2 separate regions of the Sus scrofa genome follow, and region 2 is linked to region 1. Evidence: chromatin contacts called from public HiChIP or PLAC-seq data. All regions are on one chromosome and are shown on one strand. Each heading gives the region's core, a stretch centred on a gene start, on an enhancer-like site or on the middle of the called end of the contact. The rest is flanking DNA. Distances are from core to core; before and after follow the strand shown. Region 1 has its middle 20 kb from the start of TLR10. Region 2 overlaps KLHL5 (kelch-like protein 5).

Evidence for each region. HiChIP or PLAC-seq counts read pairs in DNA pulled down with a chosen protein or histone mark.
Region 2: a contact with region 1 is called in an H3K27ac HiChIP or PLAC-seq map of alveolar macrophages. The contact joins two enhancer-like sites. A contact is called at or near these places in 1 of 47 Hi-C or Micro-C datasets (embryonic fibroblasts) and 1 of 2 datasets of contacts at active chromatin or transcription factors (alveolar macrophages).

Annotation. Positions count from the first base shown.
Region 1 is chr8:30,111,476-30,117,917 of Sscrofa11.1, forward strand. No RefSeq gene overlaps it. Among named protein-coding and RNA genes, the nearest start is that of TLR10, 20 kb to the right of the region's middle. Within about 2 kb of position 3,811, at least 49 of the 83 cell types and tissues checked have an H3K27ac peak or open chromatin away from gene starts, as enhancers often do. A contact at or near this core is called in alveolar macrophages, where this site is marked.
Region 2 is chr8:30,376,740-30,383,181 of Sscrofa11.1, forward strand. KLHL5 (kelch-like protein 5) reads left to right here. Exons shown (of 15, transcript XM_021101108.1): 3 at 1,870-1,942; 4 at 5,054-5,530. The coding sequence starts at 5,148. Among named protein-coding and RNA genes, the nearest start is that of KLHL5, 18 kb to the left of the region's middle. Within about 2 kb of position 3,097, at least 6 of the 83 cell types and tissues checked have an H3K27ac peak or open chromatin away from gene starts, as enhancers often do. A contact at or near this core is called in alveolar macrophages, where this site is marked.

The DNA.
Region 1 (6,442 bases), core at 2,561-5,060:
GAGCGGACATCCTTGTCTTGTTCCTGATCTCAGTGGGAATTCTTTCAGATTTTCATCATTGAGAATGATGTTTGCTGTGGGTTTGTCATATATGGCCTTTATCATGTTGAGGTGGGTTCCCATTATGCCCACTTTCTGAAGGGTTTTTATCAGAAATGGGTGTTGGATTTTGTCAAAGGCTTTTTCCGCATCTACTGAGAGGATCATATGGTTTTTATTCTTCAGTTTGTTAATGTGGTGTATCACACTGATGGATTTGCGGATATTGAAGAACCCTTGCATCCCTGGGATAAATCCCACTTGATCATGATGTACAATCCTTTGAATGTATTGTTGGATACGGTTTGCTAGTATTTTGTTGAGGATTTTTGCATCGATGTTCATCAGTGAAATTGGCCTGTAGTTTTCTTTTTTTGTGGAGTCTTTGTCTGGTTTTGGTATCAGGGTGATGGTGGCCTCATAGAAGGAGTTTCAGAGTATCCCTTCCTCTGCAATTTTTTGAAATAGTTTCAGAAGGATAGGTGTTAGCTCTTCTCTAAATGTTTGATAGAATTTGTCTATGAAGCCATCTGGTCCTGGACTTTTGTTTGTTGGAAGTTTTTTAATCACAGTTTCGATTTCAGTTCTTGTGATGGGTCCATTCATCGTTTCTATTTCATCTTGGGTTTTTTTATACAACATTATTCTAGCAATAACTACATAGCACAATAACTTAAAAGAAACATTTTTGGAAGGATGTTGGGGGCTCACAGAATCAATAATGGTGGAGATGAGGAAACAGGCAGAAACTAGGATATTTCTGGAGGATAGGATTCAAACACCAGCAAGAAGTCTAAAGGGAGGTTCTGGAAGGCTGGCATGAAATAGAGTTCTATTTCTTTGATCCTCCAGTCAAGCTTCAAATAGCTGGAAGAGATGATGTAACTGTCCTCACTTGGGCCACCTCCCTACCCATTAAGGAGGGAATTCTGGAATCTTGGTCCCTGTCTCCCAGACTACATCCAGCAGGAAGAAAGGATGCCCAAAAGGAAATGATGGACTTTTCTTTCTTTCTTTCTTTCTTTTTTTGTCTTTTTAGGGCCAAACCCACGGCATATGGAGGTTCCCAGGCTAGAGGTCGAATTAGAACTGTAGCCTACGCCACAGCCACAGCAACACGGGATCTGAGCCATGTCTGTGACCTACACCATAGCTCATGGCAACACCAGATCCTTCTCTCACTGAGCCAGGCCAGGGATCGAACCTACATCCTCATGGATGCTAGTCAGATTCGTTTCTGCTGAGCCATGATGGGAACTCTGGAAAATGATGGACTTTTAATAAGAGGGGATTGAAACTGGGCAGCCAGAAATACAAAATGGCCAAGACTTGCACTGACCAAGCAACCTTCTGCTTATGCTCTTTCTTCCACCGAGGGCCTGCGGAAGAGAATTCCCACCAGCACATACACTTATTTGGCCAACTCGGCAATGATATTTTTCACAGTAAAACTCATGCTTGATCTTGAGAGAAGGCTATCTGTTACTTCCAGTACTGTTTTCCTGTATCTATGTAGGACCTACCTATGCATTCCAAGTGACTTAACCAAGGCACTGCTTCCTGGGAAGGGTCATGTTAGCCACCATCTGGCCTCCTAGAGGTCTCCTCTGAGGCTATCCTTTTCTACTGGCAACACAGACAAGAGGATTAATCTAGACAGAGCCAAGGAGGAGCAACAAGCAAGTCAGTTGGTATTAGATTTTACTTTGAAAACCTGGATAATCAGATTAAGGCTTTCTCTTACATAACTAGCTAGACATTGTTGGAGATAACTTTGTGTTGGGGAGTAACTCAAACCGAACTGTGTTTTAGAGAGTTCTCTTGTGGCACAGTGGGTTAAGGATCCAGTGTTGTCACTGCAGAGGCTCGGGTTGCTGCTGTGGCACGGTTTCAACCCCTGGCCCGGGATCTTCCACATGCCAAGGATGCAGCCACACACACACACAAAGAATTGTGTGTTAGGAAAATGATTCTTTCTAGGGTGCATAGGTTGGAGAATAGAAGGGAGAAATTTTCCATGGAGTCTGTTTGTCTCTATAATGTCACTTTTCAAGCTACATGTGTAACCATGGGGAACTTTGAAATCCGTTTCATCCTCCCCAGAAGTCCCCCATCCAAGGCCAAGGCAAGCCTGATCCTGTCAATCATCAGAGACTAGATGAAATCTACCACATTCAGGATTGAGTGGTAAGGCATCAATAAAGGATTTGGGGTGTGCTTCCACGTTGGGGGCTTCCAGACTGCCTCTGGAGAGCTTTAGAGCTGTTGCAAGAGGTTCCAAGCTGACATATGCCTCCAACACAGTCTGAGGCTGGTTAATAACATATCTTATGTGCCTGCACTTCTCTTCCCTAAGTATATGTAGAAGTGATTGGGTTTAATTCAATGCAAAATCATTTTCAAATCATAATTCAATCAAAATCATTTTTGAGTCATAACAATTATTTCTTGTTAGTATAGATTTTTCTCAACCAATAAACATTACAAACAAAATTACTGCCAAATAGGGGTCCACAAACTAGAGATGATATAGCACCTATCTCCCTGAATTAACGTGAGGCTTAATTGACTAACTGCATGGAGGTGCTTAGAGCAGTGCTCAAAACAGTAAACATTCAAAAAATATCAACCACTGTTACAAAGCGAGCCTCATGTTTGAAAGGTGGGGATCACTCATCTAGATGATCTCTAGAACCATCCTTGTGCCACTTGTCTCAGTAGCTTTATGAATATTCTGATAAATCTTGTAAAATGGAAAGAAATACTTTGAGATCGGTTGATCCTGTTGTTCATGGTGCACAGAATGGCTGTGGCTATAAGCCGTTCACGAATCAGGTAGAGGGCATCCTTAGAAAAGGATCCCATCTCTTTGACAGCGTAGTGGAGAGAGGCCAAACCCGGAGCCCTTTGGGCACTAGTACGACTTCATCTGTTGCCTCCAGTGAGAATAATAAACTGCTGTTCTGTCAAATAGCCTCTTGCCCACCAGAAAGCGCAACAGCAACTACTAATATAACCACACGGTGTCGCTGTGACCCTTCACACGCGGGCCGGTCCCCGCGGGCAAGACCTCCGTTCAGTTTCAAAGTTTCTTAGTACTTCTCAAACCCTGTGGGGCATAAGAATCAGCTGGGGTCTTGTTTAAAAGGCAGATTCGAATTCAGTAAGTCTGGGATGGAGCCTGAAATCCTGCAGTACTAACAAGCTCTCAGGTGATACCCATGCTGGAGCTGTCAACATTTCTGCCTTGTTGGTTTGAAATGGGCGGGCAGTAAGAATTAAGGAGACTCGAAAAGCGGCCCCATTGCACGCCTTTCAGAGGTAGTGACGAGGCAGAGGAAAGAAAAATGAGAAACAAAAGAGAAAACGAGGGCGGCTTTCTTTTAACATTCCACATCCCACGAGCCTCCTGTGGTCCCGTCCTCGAAAGTGCGACTCATGTGGCAGGTGTCCCGTCAAGGTGAGCTGTGGAGAGGTCGGATGGGTCTTCTCGGTATATTCTTTCTCTGACACGAGGGCGGCTCATTAAAGACCTTACTGCCGAACGTGCAAAACGCTAAGTGGCCAAAGGCTTCAGCACACACTGCCCAGTTGCCCCCAAAGCCAAGTTAGGCTTCTAAAGGGTCCATACAGATGGGATGGAGCGAGCCAACCTGAGAACTGCGTGGTGGGCTAACCCCAAGGGACGTCTTGCTGCTGGAGTTGCTCTTGCATGCACAATAGGATCTATTTTAAGGTCGTGAACTTCTGCTTTCCGCCTCCGGAAAGGCCCGCGGGGAGCAACCAGCGAAGTGAAACTGCTTCTAACCGGACTTCTGTGAGGCCCTGGCTTCAAGGTTAGATGCGCGCTGCAAAATGGGATGTCGCAGTACCGCTGGCTCCCGCCATGCCTGCTGCTGTTTCTCTCTGTCCTTTTATTTATTTTTGGTCTGGTTTTTCTTTTTTCTTCTTCTTCTTCTTTTTTTTTTTTTTTTTTTTTTTTTTTTTTTTTTGTGGTCTTCGTCTCTCATTTGTGTCCTTTGGGGGCTTGAAGCTGGGTTTTAAGATAAAGATTTAAAAAGAAAAAACAAATGTCTATCTATTCAGTTTTTAATCTATTAGATCGATTCAGTTTAAAGCTTTTCCAGCTTTTTGCCTGTAAAGTCTAAGGAAGATGTTGGCTCTAGGTTTTTTCTAAGGTTCTGGCAACCGAGACAATCTCCCCCTCCGTCCTCTCCTGGGTCTCCGTAGGGAACAAAGCATTAAACTGCATCCGATTTGCATTAAAGTGGGAAGAAAAGCTTGGCTGTTGGGGTGTTCACTCCTCTCGGTTTATGTGCATAAATTGATATTCGTGAGACTCAGGGAGACTCTGGATCCCTGCTCAGTAGCTTGGAAATGCTGAGATGTTGAAACCAGTTTTGAGGAAAGCGCTTTTGTGTGTGTGTGTTTGCATCTTGTGTAACATGTAGTTCAGCTACTTATTTTGATTCTAAAAACCACAAATGTGGTTTGAGGGAGCTGATTTCCTGAACTTTTTGAAGAATAAGATGTTTTAAAATTCTAATGTAAACTTGCGATATAAATTGTCAAGTCTTAGAGGTATGATACCATTTTACAGTCTTTGCGTACTTATGGACCCTGAAATGATCATGTTCAGAAACCGAAAAAGGGAAATAGCAAAGGGCCCAAATTTGGTTTTGCCCAATGGGCTAATTATTCACAACTTCATCTGCATAATTTATTGTTAAGTATTAAAAGCATTTAGTGATTTTTCTTCACTTTTTTCAGAAAAATATTATAGAAAAGACCCCAAGTGTTTGACAATATTTTATTTTATTTTTTTATTTTTTTAGTCTTTTTTAGCTATTTCTTGGGCCGCTCCCGCGGCATATGGAGGTTCCCAGGCTAGGGGTCCAATCGGAGCTGTAGCCCCCGGCCTACTCCAGAGCCACAGCAACGTGGGATCCGAGCCGCGTCTGCAACCTACACCACAGCTCACGGCAATGCCGGATCCTTAACCCACTGAGCAAGGGCAGGGACCGAACCCGCAACCTCATGATTCCTAGTCGGATTCGTTAACCACTGCGCCACGACGGGAACTCCTGACAATATTTTAAATGAGCAGAAATTTAAACTTTCATGCTGTAAGAGTTATAGAAAAATTTCACCAGATCCTTGTTTTGATTATACATACTTACGGTACTATTTCGATTGGAATGAACATGCTGTGTTTTTCTCTTTCCTTTGGTGTCTCTTTAATTAGGCCTTTCTGAGCTGGTTATTTAGTCACAGTCACATTTTCTTTAAAGCTGACTGGTATACTTATAAGACTTGGTGGTTCATACTGTATATTTATGTGCACCCCAATTAATAATGTTCTATTTTTGATGGTTTATTTATCTATTTCTCTAGCAGAATCATTTAATATGACATCACATTTCAAATTACTATTTTTATTTTCGGATAAAACTCTAAGCACTAGTAGGATTGTCTTATGGTTCTCAATTTTTTTAATTGAGGCATAACGGACATAGTAATATGAGATTAGTTTCAGGGGTACCACATAACGATTTGCTCTTTGGATATGTTGCAGAAGGAGCATTGCAATAATTCTCATTAACATCTGTCACCATACATAGTTACCAAATGTTTTTCTTATAATGAGAACTTTTAGGATCTATGCTTTCAGCAGCTTTCAAATAAGCCAGTGTTATTAACTATAGTCCCCATGCTGTGTCTCACACCCCCATGACTTAGTTTATAGCTAGAAATTTGTACCTTTTGAGCCCCTTCACTCTTTTCACCCCCACTCTGACCCCTGCCTCTGGCAACCACCTACTGGTTTTCTGTATCTGTGAGCTTGGTTTTTTGGTTAGGTTTTGTTTTTGTTTGAGATTCCGCATCGAAGTGAGATCATGTAGTATTTGTCTTTCTCTTACTTCACTTTGCATAATGTCTTCAGGATCTACTCATGTCGTCACGGATGGCAAGATTTTTTTTTTTTTTGTCTTTTTGTCTTTTCTAGGGCCGAACCCTCGGCGTACGGAGGTTCCCAGGCTAGGGGTCCAGTCGGAGCTGTAGCCACTCACCTAGCCACAACCACAGCAACTTGGGATCCAAGCCACATCTGTGACCTATACCACAGCTCACGGCAGTGCCAGATCCTTAACCCACTGAGCGAGGCCAGGGATCGAACCTGCGTCCTCATGGATGCCAGGCAGATTCATTTCCACTGAGCCATGACAGGAACTTCTATACCACATTTTCTATATTCAGTCACCATCCATAGGCACTTAGGTTACTTCTCTCTTTTTGCTGTTCTAAATAGTGCAGCAATGAACGTGGGGGAGTGGATTCTTTTCAAATTAGTGTTTTTGTTCTCTTCACATAAGTACTCAGGTGTGGAATTGCTGGTCATGTG
Region 2 (6,442 bases), core at 1,847-4,346, 260 kb after region 1:
TGAGGGGCTTGAGGAAGACTTCTTGAATGCTGGTAATAATTCTTAACCTGGATAAGGTTCATATTGTGCTGATTCGTTGGGCACTCTACTTGTGACTTGCACATTTTTCTGTTGTATGTCAAAATTTAATTTAAATTTTTTTTTTTTTGTCTTTTTAGGCCACACCCATGGCATATGGAGGGTCCTAGGCTAGGGGTCTAACCAGAGCTGTAGCCTCCAGCCTATGCAGAGCCACAGCAACACGGGATCTGAGCCTCGTCTGAGACCTACACCACAGCTCACGGCAACGCCGGATCCTTAACCCACTGAGCAAGGCCAGGGATGGAACCCGCAACCTCATGGTTCCTAGTCGGATTCATTTCCACTGTGCCACGATGGGAACTCCTTAAAATGTTTTTAAAGGTACTGGCACTAGTTGCTATCCATTTGGAAAATAGAAAAAGTATAAAATATAACAAGTTAATATCTATAGTGCACAAAGAGCTTCTAGTTAATAATAAGGAAAAAACAAGCACCCAAGAGAAAAATAGGCAAAAAGTATAAATAGGTAGTTCAGAAAACTAGAACTCAAAATGGTCAGTAAATCTATAAAAATATGCTTAAGCCCAGTAGTCAATGGGATTTAAAAACTGTAATACTTGGAGTTCCTATTGTGGCTCAGCAGGTTAAGAACCTAACTAGTATGCATGAGGATGCAGGTTTGATAACTCTTGCTCAGTGGGTTAAAGGATCTGGCATTGCCCCAAGTTGTAGCTTAGGTGGCTCGGGTCTGGCTTTGCTGTGGCTGTCACGTAGGCCGGCAGCTACAACTCTGTTTGACCCCTAGCCTGGGAATTTCCATATGCCAAGAGTGTGGCCCTAAAAAGACAAAAAAAAAAAAAAAAAAAACACCAAAAAACTGTATTATTGTTGACTGGTGGGCCTATGAAAGTAAATGAGAAGGATATACTGATTTTACTTTTGAAAATATGATTTTCAGGAAAGTATCTTTTCAAATTTAAAATATACATTCCTTCAACTTGGCAATTCCACTCCTGTGAATAAATTCCACAGACACAAAACTCTCACAAGGATGTTTATTTCAACAATATATTAATAGCATAAAATAAAAAAACCCTGAAATCAATCCACATGCCCATTAGCAAGGAAAGAGTTTAACAAATTGTGTTTTATAATTATGAAATATTCTGTAACTCTTAAAATTATCATCATTTAGTTTAAACACATTTCCATATATATAACTTTGGTGAGAAAAGCAAAATGCCAAAATAGGTGTACAATATGATCTCTTTTATAACCCAATAACAGAAATTCCTATATGTGTATATAAGTTGAGGTAGGAATTTCGTAAACTTGGAAAAAGTTGTGAAAAGCCATACACCAAGCTGTCAATATTGATTACCAGGAAGAATGAGAGGAGGAAGATTGACAGAATAAGTGTCTCAGTGAAAAAAGCATGCAGTATGAGTCCACTGATGCAAAAGGTTGGGGTCGGTGGGGGTTTGTATACAAATGCATGTATATATATGTATACATGTAACTAAACCCACGGTTATGGGAGCAATGATTAAAGGCTGCTGCTTGGCCTTTGCCAATCCAAGGTCCTAGTATCCCTTTAAAATCAGAAAGCCTATTTCAGTGGCTAATTTCCCACCTGCATCTCTAGCCTACTCAGAAGAGCTACTACATTAAAGAGGTGTTTATTGAATGTATATGTCAGTATTTTGGTGAAAGGGGTCTTTGGCTCTTCTTAGGAGCTGGGCATGGTTTAACATTTTAACATTCACATCTCCTTATTTCTTCTCTATATTGTACTGAGAAATGTCTGGCATCTCAGTGGCCTTTAATGAAGTCCATTCTTGTGTTCAGGCTTCAGCCAGTCAACCAAACCAAACAAAGACACGACTAGCTATTGGAGCTAGCACGTTGTAACTGGATTCTGGTAAGTGTTCTCATGTTGATAGATTGAATCCAATTTATTTTATTTTATTTTTTAAAAGATTTTTCTTTTTTCTATTATAGTTGATTTACAATGTTCTGTCAATTTCTGCTGTACAGCAAAGTGACCCTGTCATACATAGGTACATATATATCTTCTTTTGCTCACATTATCTTCCATCATGTTCCACCACAATTGACTAGATATAGTTCCCTGTGCTATATATAGCAGTGCTTTTTTTTTTTTTCTTCCTCTTTTTAGGGCATGTGCGGCATATGGAAGTTGCCAGGCTAGGGGTTGAATTGAAGCTACAGCTGCTGGCCTATTCCACAGCCACAGCAACTCAGAATCCAAGCCACGTTTTCGACCTGCACCACAGCTCACAGCCGTGTTGGATCTTTAACCCACTGAGTGAGGCCAGGGATCGAACCCATATCCTCATGGATACTAATCGGGTTCGTTACCACTGAAGCCACAACAGAAACTCCTGAATCCAATTTAAAATTTTATTTATATAGAATTTATTCATTAAACATATTCCTGGAGTTCCTTGTGGCGCAGCAGGTTAAGGACCTGACATTGTCACTGCAGCGGCCTGGATTGATCCCTAGTTTGGGAACTTCTACATGCTGCAGGCATGGCCAAAAAACCCTGTATTCTTTATCTGTAATGTTCATTTAATTTTTCTTTTGTCTGCCAGAGTATAGCCTTAAAAGAATGATCTGTTTGTTACTCATCTTTCCGCCTCTTGCGGAGCCTTGTGCATGTAAATGCTTGGTAAATATTTATATGAATGAAGAGAGTTAGCAAAATCATTACAATCTACCGCAGGGCATTTCATCATTGTGTGGGTCTATACCCTGCACTTTAAGATGTTTACCATGTCTGGCGCCTGCGCACTCAATGCCCCGTAGCCCTTTCTGGTCATTACAGTAACCTAAAATCTATCCCCCTACTTCCAGAAGTCTTTTGGGGGTGCTGGAGCAGAGGGTCGGTGCCACCCTTGAGAGCCACAAGGCTGGAGTAATTGGAAAAGCCTTTTTCTAAGGCCAGCAGTGCCCGTGCTAAAACCTTGAAGGATGAATGCGATTTCAAAACCATAGAAATTGAGACACAAACATCCTCTGAAAGAGGAAGCACCATAATGTAGACTCTGTCTTTACTGATGAAGCAGTGTGTCCGTGTTGGAAAACAGTAGAAACAAAGTTAGATAGGCAGAGTGTGTTCGGAAGGCTGTTAATAAAAGAAGTTGGGCAGAGGTGAGAAGAAACAGAAAAGTGTCGTTTCACTCTCTAATGCATCTTGCATACCACTGCTAAATTAATTTGCTAAAATATTGCCCTGTTCAACAGTCCACTTAACGTTGCCTGCTAGCTTTTACACCTTTGCTTTGTGCTCAAGGCATTTTCTCTCTTCTTATGCACCCAACTTTATCTCTTACTACTCCTTAAAATGAATTAGCTATATCTGGCTGGCTGATCAAACTGCTACCCCTCTTTCTTTGTCAGAATGCTCACTTCATGCTTTTATTAGTATCTTAATTCCTTTGTAAAATCTTTCCTCGTTCACCTATACAGCTTATTCTTGGAAGCCTTCTCCTGGATGAAACTGGCCCATAGCACTCCACACCATCCTGATATTTCCTTTTTCTTTCTTATAATATTTATGGTTTATCCTGCAAAATCATATATATGGCTTTTCATGCCTCTCATTCTTATTTTGCTGAATAATTTTTATTTTCCTAAAGAGCTGTGTGGGGTTAAGATATATGCCTCACAATATTTTTCTAAGCATCCAAAGCAGTTTTTTTTGGAGGAGGAGCAGGGATGGGGGTCATTTGATAACAGGCATTGCCTTTCAAGTAAAATTATTTGATACTGAGCACCTTGAAAACTCGAGTTCTGTATTTGTAGATAACAAAATGTAATACTGCAGCATTATAATGTTTCTTACATTTAAGTTTTCAAATATTTTTGTTTCAATAATTCAATGTGGTTATTTTTTTGTGGATAGAAACCAAGATGTATATATCTGTGTCTCCCCCCCACCCCCACCCCCAGTGCCTGGTAGTGTCTTAGAATAACCATTCAGTGTTTTAAAATTTGATTGCCTTTGATTTTCATTTGCTTTAACAATTTGCCTTTAGCTGCAACCATGTTCAGACCATTGCTTTGTTTTACTAACAACAGAGGGCACTATCAGGGTATTTGTACACCCGAGAAATAATCCCTGCCCAGTCCCAGCTAGCTTTCTTGAGCCACACTTTTCTTCTCCTAAGTGGTGTCATAGAAATGTGGCTATTGTACTAAACCTAAGTGGCCTTGATTAGAGAGCAATAGTGACTTCAGGTTATTTATTTGAAAAAGAATAAGTCCTGTCATATTTTGATCCTTTGTAGTTTTCAAACTTTTTCTTTTTCCTCATTCTCCTCGCTATCCTTTGCTCAGATGAAGTCTTGCTTAGTGTCTCACTCTATTAATGAAATACACTCCCTTCCTGAAGGGAGAAGATAGACGTGCCGAGCCCCGAACAGGAGCCCCACCTTGTCTTCCTCCTCCTTCCTCCCCCCTTCTCCCAGCCGAGAAGCACAGCTTGAAAATCACTGTAACTCATCTAATTTTAAAACGCGTTTTGAAAAGCTGTTGTTTTATGATGCCTCATTGAGAACTTGGTATGAAAAATAGATAACGTTTTCATCTTACAGTGATTTCTAAGTACAAAGGAGAAGGCTGTGGAATACATTTCTTGTTTCAGCAGTAGAAGAGTTAATCCACTAAGCAACAGAGACTGAGATCCTGGGATAGTGCTTTCGGTCTCTGTCGTTTGTGGTTTAAGGAAAGGGGTGGTGTTCTGCATTTGAAAGGGCTTTGATGAATGCTGTCGGCGTTTGCGAGAGCTAATGGTCAGGCAGGGAAAGGAGAGCCGGGGAAAGTGGTCGAGCTGCTTCAGGATAGGTGGATGAGAGTTTGCTCTGATTGAACGGAATGTTCCACCGTGTTTCATCTTTTTTTCATTGTCCTTTGTTCTTTATAATCTGGTATGTTGGTATAAAGTCAATGTAGATGTAGCTGTGAATGTGATTTATTTTCCTTTCCATTTGTTTATTGTATACAGCAGAGCATATACTTCTCTTGTCTTGGTTGGATGCACAAATCTGTGTGCAGTGCTTTTTGCCCGTTGCCTAGACGATCACTTGGTTTCTCTGAGGATGTCTGGTTCTCGTAAAGAGTTTGATGTGAAGCAGATTTTGAAAATCAGATGGAGGTGGTTTAGCCATCAAGCATCATCTCCTAATTCTACAGTTGACAGCCAGCAGGGAGAATTTTGGAATCGAGGACAGACCGGAGCACACGGTGGGAGAAAGTTTTTAGATCCATGTAGCCTACAATTGCCTTTGGCTTCAATTGGTTACCGAAGGTCCAGCCAACTGGATTTTCAGAATTCACCTTCTTGGCCAATGGCATCCACCTCTGAAGTCCCTGCATTTGAGTTTACAGCAGAAGATTGTGGCGGCGCACATTGGCTGGATAGACCAGAAGTGGATGATGGCACTAGTGAAGAAGAAAATGAATCTGATTCCAGTTCATGCAGGTTGATTATTTTCTTACTGTTGGAAATGGGGTGTGGGGGTATAGTCTCGATACTGTTTAAAATAATTGAGTATTATTATTTAAAATATATGATTTTATATACCTCTCTCTGTGTATGTACACATATATAATTTCTTGGTACGCATAGGTAGTACTTTTGCTGGGATTGTTTGGATGTTCTGATACTGATTTTAATTCTGAAAAATTATAAAGACAACAAATAGCTCTCATTTTTAAATATCTTGTGCTCCATGTATAGATCTGGCTCTGCCTTGAAAGTAATACATGGTAGCAATTTTATGCATCATTGCCTTGCAGTTTGCTTCCTTCATTTACCTTCTATAGTCATAGCAAAACTATAGAAGACATTTATAATGAGTCATTTTTAAAATTTTACTGTAAACGAAAGGTTTTACAAGGAGATGCACGTGGTAGTTACCAGTAATTTTTTACACCATTGTAGTTGTCAATAATATTTTTCTTATGGTTATTTCTCTTTGTCCTATGTTGCAGCCCTCCAGACTAATACTGAGAATACAGTAACATGTCTCTTTCTAAGATGACAGCTACTAATTCCTGTTACCTTCACTTCACTGAAAATTGTGCTATTTAGGGAAATGAAGGGCATTCCTTCAGGAGAGTATAAGGGAACATAGAGGAACTAGATGTGGTCGGCTGGTGAAAAGGGGGCAAAAAGAAGGGGAAATGAGTGTGAAGAGAGAAAATTAAAAATTGGTAATTTCACAGTGGCTTTATCCATCTTTATCCATGGAACCAGGCTTTATCTTTGAAATGAATTTTTGTATTAATCAGTTTAAACCGCTGTAGCATGTTATGTAACAAGTGGGAGCCTGAAAGTCGTCTTTCTGATTCATCTTCACTCAAAAATATTTAAAGGCTTATCTCATTTTTC